Linked DNA regions of Macaca mulatta: region 1 is linked to region 2. Evidence: chromatin contacts called from public Hi-C data. All regions are on one chromosome and are shown on one strand. Each heading gives the region's core, a stretch centred on a gene start, on an enhancer-like site or on the middle of the called end of the contact. The rest is flanking DNA. Distances are from core to core; before and after follow the strand shown.

Region 1 (2,714 bases), core at 22-2,521, 870 kb after region 2:
TGCCTGCCACCCGGTAGCCGTGCACCAAGCCCGCCTCGTTGTCCAGAAAGACCAGCGCCCCGCCGGGACCGCGGTGCAGGTTGCTGGTGGCGCGCTGCATGACGCGCGGGTCCCACTGCAGGCTGAAGAGGTTGCTTACGAGCCGGTCGAAGTTGGCTGTCAGGTAGTCGAAGAGGATTAAGTCGGTCCATTGTACTAGGTCCACGAGCTCCGCCTGGCTGAGGTTGGCCAGCTCACCCCCGGCGTCCCGGAGGGGGCGCAGACGGCCGTCCTCCGAGCGCCAAGGCGCGGGCACCACCACGTCCGTGAGGTTGGGCAGCCAGCGCGTCAGGCTCACCACGCTGCCCTCGGTCCAGTGCGCAGCGCGCAGCTCCTCCTGCACCTGCGCCCACTGCGCGCCCCGAGCCTCCACCCGGGCCAGTGCCAGCGGCGGCACGTGGCGTTGGAGGCCCAGCAGGCGCGCCAGGTAGTAGGACAGGGCCTCGCCCTGAATCTGCTCCGGGTTGATGCCGTAGCGCACGCAGGCGCGGGTGCCGTCGGCAAAGCGGGCCAGTCGGTTGGAGCTGCGCCCGCAACCCCCGCGCTCCAGGGACACCACCCGGGCGCCGCGAGCCACCTCCAGCCACGCCGCCGCCTGGGCCTCCGAAAAGCCCCGGGGCACCTGCTCCTCCAGGCCGCGGCTCCAGAAGACGCCCCCGTGCACCGCGGCGCTCTCCTCCGGCCGGGGCTGCCCGGCAGGCACGTGCCACCTGCGCTCGCCCGGAGACTGCCGGGGCGGGCCGTCCGCGCCGGCCGCCAGGGTGAGCAGCGCCCGGAAAGTTTTCAGGGAGCCGCCGCGGGAGTCCCACGCCAGGGGCGGGGGCAGAGGGAAGCGAGGCGCGGGCGCGGGGCCGCCGCTCCGGGCCGGGCGCCGTGGGAGTCTGTCTTCGGGCGGCCGGGAGGCGGGCAGCTCGGCCCTCGGCGGCAGGAGCCCTCCCCACAGCACCAGCAGCGATCCCAGCGCCAGCAGCCAGAGCCCCGCGGTGGCGGCGGCGCCCCGCATCCTCCTGCCCATGCTCCCGCGACTGTGCCGGTGCGCCGCCACCGCTTCAAGCCGAGCCCAGGCACCCGGGTCCCGGCGGCGAGGCGGGCCCGGCAGTTGGTGGGCCCCGGGGCTTCGGGCGCTTCGGCCCCATCGCGGCCGCGGGGCGCTGCGGGGCTCTGTCCGGCGCTCCGCCCGGCGCTGGGAACTCGCGTCGCCGCCGCTTCCCAGCTGCTTTTGTATTTCGCTGTGAGACCCTCCGGTGGGCGCGATTCACAGGCGCCCGGACCACGTGGGAGCGAGGGGGATCCCCCTCCCCCTCCTCCGCCGCCGCTCCCCGCCCCCCGCTCCCCCGCCCCCTTCCCCTCCTCTTCCCCTTAAAGCGGCGATGGCTTCTTCCGAGAGGGAGAGGCGGCCGCACACTCGGTCGGGGACTTAGGGGCCTGGAGGAAGCCGGACTGGCTGCGCCCGCGCCAGAGCGTAGGAGGGGGTGGCGCAGAGCTGGAGTCTGGGGCCTGGCGGGAGGGACGCGCCCTGGGCCCTCGTGGGGGTGTCGTGGTCGCCTGGTCCCTTCGCCTAGGCAGCACCGGGTCTCCTGCAAACTTCAGACAAATTTCCACCGCTCTCCGAGCTCCGCCAGGCTAGGATCAGGCAGAGTCCCTTTGCTTTCTCAGTGTCTGTCCGGGTGATTCACGCTGCTTTATGTAAATCCCTGGGAATGTCTCTGAGCCACAGAGGATGTGATTCCAGCGGAAAGAGGAACCCTTTGTAGCCAACAACTTTGAACCGACACCCCCTTTTCTGAGCACGTACACCAGCACCAATCACTATTGGCCCTCTGCCTTTCCCAAGGGACTCCCAGGGCATGAAGCCTCGCTGTGCACGTGCCCTTGAACACCTAGGCCATCTCCCATTCATTCGTGCATCCGTTCAACACAGCGATTGCCCCTCGGTTCTGGTTTTGCTCACCAGCAGCAAAATCCACAGATCCCGGTCCCATGCTGCTGGAGTTTACATTCCAGTGGGACTCTCAGGTTGCTAAGAGAGATTATAGCCATCCAACCTCGTGCTGGGGAGAGGGGAGTCAGGGACAACTTTTCGAAGGAAATGATACCGTTTTGTCCATGAGGAAACTGAGGCACGGAGAAGGAATGGGTGTTGCTCAGGATTGCACAGTTAGCAAGTGGTGAAACTAAAAGTCAAACTCAGGTCTCTTGGCTGCATGTGCTTGATTTTCCCTCCATCAAGAAAGATCAGTATTTTTAAAAAAATCAAGTCAGCATTCTCAAGTTTGAAATTCACTGTCATTTGACCACTTTGTTCCCCAAATGTGATTTTTCAATTAAAAGGAGTTTTCAAATGAACAGGAAAAAAAAGAAAAAAAAAGAAAACTTCCATCCCATACTGCATTTGATTTACTGCTTTTATGGTTTAAGGGAAAAACAAATGGTGGTGGGGGGAGGGTGGGCGGGGAGGTGGTGAAGGAGCAAACAAAACAAAATGAACAACCTCTCCACCCCAACACATCTTCCAGTCACCTCTGGGTTACATTTACTAGGAAAACTCTTGGATGCCAGTCAGCCCTCTCCCTTACCTCTCTGCCTCAGAATGAGTCCCAGATCCACACTGAGATACCCAGGGTAGACACAAGTTCAGGGGCGTGGTGGAATCCACCTCCCAAAGGCCAGAGTTT
Region 2 (2,705 bases), core at 144-2,643:
CTTTTAACATACTTATCTTTTGGCATCATTCTGGGACATTGCTAAATTAAAAAGAAATTGTTTCCTCTTTTTCCAGAGATGTCTAACCAAGTGATTTTTTTGCTTTTTTCATTTGTTTGTTTGTTTTGAGACAGTCTCACTGACACTCATGGCGCGACCATGGCTCACTGCAACCTCTGCCTCCCGGCTTCAAGAGATTCTTCTGCCTCAGCCTCCCAAGTAGCTGGGATTACAGGCACCTGCCATCACGCCAGCTAATGTTTTTGTATTTTTAGTAGAGACAGAGTTTTACCATATTGGCCAGGCTGGTCTGGAACTCCTGACCTCAGATGATCCACCCGCCTCAGCCTCCTGAAGTGCTGGGATTACAGGCATGAGCCACCGTGCCCAGCATCCAACCCAATGCTGGATGAAACTTGCTGTATGTCATACATTTTGCTATTGGCAAGCAAGTCTGAATGTTGATTGGAAGTTTGGTAGTTTGTTACTATCTTTTGGCAGCAAAGATTGTTTATTAGTATACTACAATGTGATTTAACTTTTATTTTGGGGATAAAGAGTAGAAAAAAGTGAAACAGAATGAAGGCAGGTGTTTTTTATCCTAATGATGAACTAATACAGAGCTATTGGACTATCTCTAGCAATTAATTTTTGTGACCCTTGTAAAATTATACAGGTCACAGTATAATTCTCCATTACTGTTTTTATACCAGTAAGTCTTAGATAAACTAACAGCATGCTTATGAATTATGTGTACAATTAGAATACATTCTTTTTACAGAGGAACAATTGCTTGGATGTACCAACACTGTTCTCTTCTGGGCTTGCTTCAAGGTCTACTCATTATTTTATATAAAATACCATTAGGCTGGGCACAGTGGCTCACACCTGTAATCCTAGCACTTCGGGAGGTGGAGGCTGGCAGATTGCTTGAGGCCAGGAGTGCAAGACCAGCCTGGCCAAAATGGTGAAGTCCCATCTCTGTAAAAATACAGAAAGTAGCCGGGTGTCATGATGCATGCCTGTTATCCCAGCTACTTGGGAGGCTGAAGCACAGGAATCACTTGAACCTAGGAAGCAGAGGTTGCAGTGAGCCAAGATCATGCCACTGCACTCCAGCCTGGGTGACAGAGTGTGACACTGTCTCACAAGACACAACCAAAACATCAGATTCTGTTTGTGATGCCTGGTTGCTTAGAACCTAAGCAGTGCAATGCCTTAAGGAAATGAAAAAGGAGCAATAAGTAGTCATTTATATTTTTATTTTGAAGTGTGCTTTTTCTAAACTCCCAGATTGACATGACGGACTGTAAGTTAGTTTCTCCATTTCTATCCTTGTGCCTGTCGAGTGTACTTGGCACTCACAAATTCCCAGTATCCAGAAAGATGATCTGATGAAATCAAATTGGATGGATCTTGGCAGACTGTGACAGTCAATTACAGCCTTCACTTTCCGTCAAAAACAGACACTTGCAAGGAGATGCCTGGTGGTTTCACTAAATGTTACTTGTGTCTGTAATATTTTAAAGCTGTTTCCCCACAGGAAATGCGGGTTACAAAATCCTGAAAAATCATTCTAGGTGGGAAAAACATTTTAGGAAATGAGAGATGTGGTGCTGCTTTTCCTCTCTGAGTGCTTTCTCAGCAGGACGCTAGCCCTGCCTTTAAGATGGGGAAGTTGGGGCATGTGCCTCTCTCTGCTCTTGATTTCTGCAGCTCTGAAGGCAGGTGTGGTCCCACTCGGACAATCGCCCAAGCAGCAGTGACCATAGTTCTAAGCAAGAGTTGACCTAGGAGAAGGTAAACTCTGTGGAATGGGGATGTGTGCTGAATCCCCTCTTCTTACCACAGTGCCTGGCACGTCGCACACACTCATATATGTAATAATGAACATTTATTGAAAGCAGCAGTTGAAGCCAACCAATTTCTGGTACCTTAGTTGTCATGTAAATTTTAGATGGTAAGGCGTAGATATTACTCTTTTTGCTTTTTTTCTTCAGCATTTTGTGAAATTTCCCAAACGCAGAAATGTTGAAAGACTTGTATAGTGAACATATACCACCTAGAATCTGCAGGAGTATTATGTTACATTTGCTTTATCACTTGATAGATGTTACTTTTAATGAGACTTCAAGTTTGGTGTCTCTAAAAACATTCTAAAATAATTGAACAACTTTAATCAATTTGTCTTCAGTTCTTTGGGGGGACTTGGGACATTTGCTTTGTAACTAGAATGTAGCCCTCACTTTAAGCTAATTTTAAACTTTGTAAATTTGTTATGCTGAATTTTAGGGGTTTTTTTGGTTTTTTTTTGTTTTGTTTTGTTTTGTTTGCCTGAAGGGGTTTTTGGTTTTGTTTTTGTTTTTGTTTTGTAATGGATTTATTTGAAGGTCCTTGATAAATTGTGCAGAATATTCTCGTGTTATTTTTGCACTTGATAAGTTATCTAATTTCTGTGGTGAGAATGTAATGTGGGGCCTATTTTGCTTCTACAAGCTTCCAGAATTATGTTCTCAGAGGGATGAAGAGGTATAATTTAGCATATAGATCACGAAATTAGCAGCTGAGACAAATTTTCTCCCCACTGACAAAACCAGTCAGTTTTGTCTTCGTGTCCTTTTCCCTGTAAAGTGGAAACTAGAATTTGATATTTAGATATTAAATAATGGGTAACATTCATTAATGTGTGGATCTTTTAAGAAAGG

Evidence for each region. Hi-C and Micro-C count contacts between places; a contact is called where the count stands out from the background.
Region 1: a Hi-C map of fetal cortical plate shows a contact between it and region 2, with 5 times the contacts expected there. The contact joins the promoter of FJX1 here to the enhancer-like site in region 2. A contact is called at or near these places in 5 of 14 Hi-C or Micro-C datasets (CD4 T cells, cortical neurons, fetal cortex germinal zone and 2 more).

Annotation. Positions count from the first base shown.
Region 1 is chr14:29,661,123-29,663,836 of T2T-MMU8v2.0, forward strand. It overlaps FJX1 (four-jointed box kinase 1), which reads right to left and starts at 1,272. Exons shown (of 1, transcript XM_015114526.3): 1 at 1-1,272. The coding sequence starts at 1,054.
Region 2 is chr14:28,790,663-28,793,367 of T2T-MMU8v2.0, forward strand. No RefSeq gene overlaps it. Among named protein-coding and RNA genes, the nearest start is that of TRAF6, 25 kb to the left of the region's middle. Within about 2 kb of position 1,394, at least 1 of the 40 cell types and tissues checked has an H3K27ac peak or open chromatin away from gene starts, as enhancers often do. A contact at or near this core is called in fetal cortical plate, where this site is marked.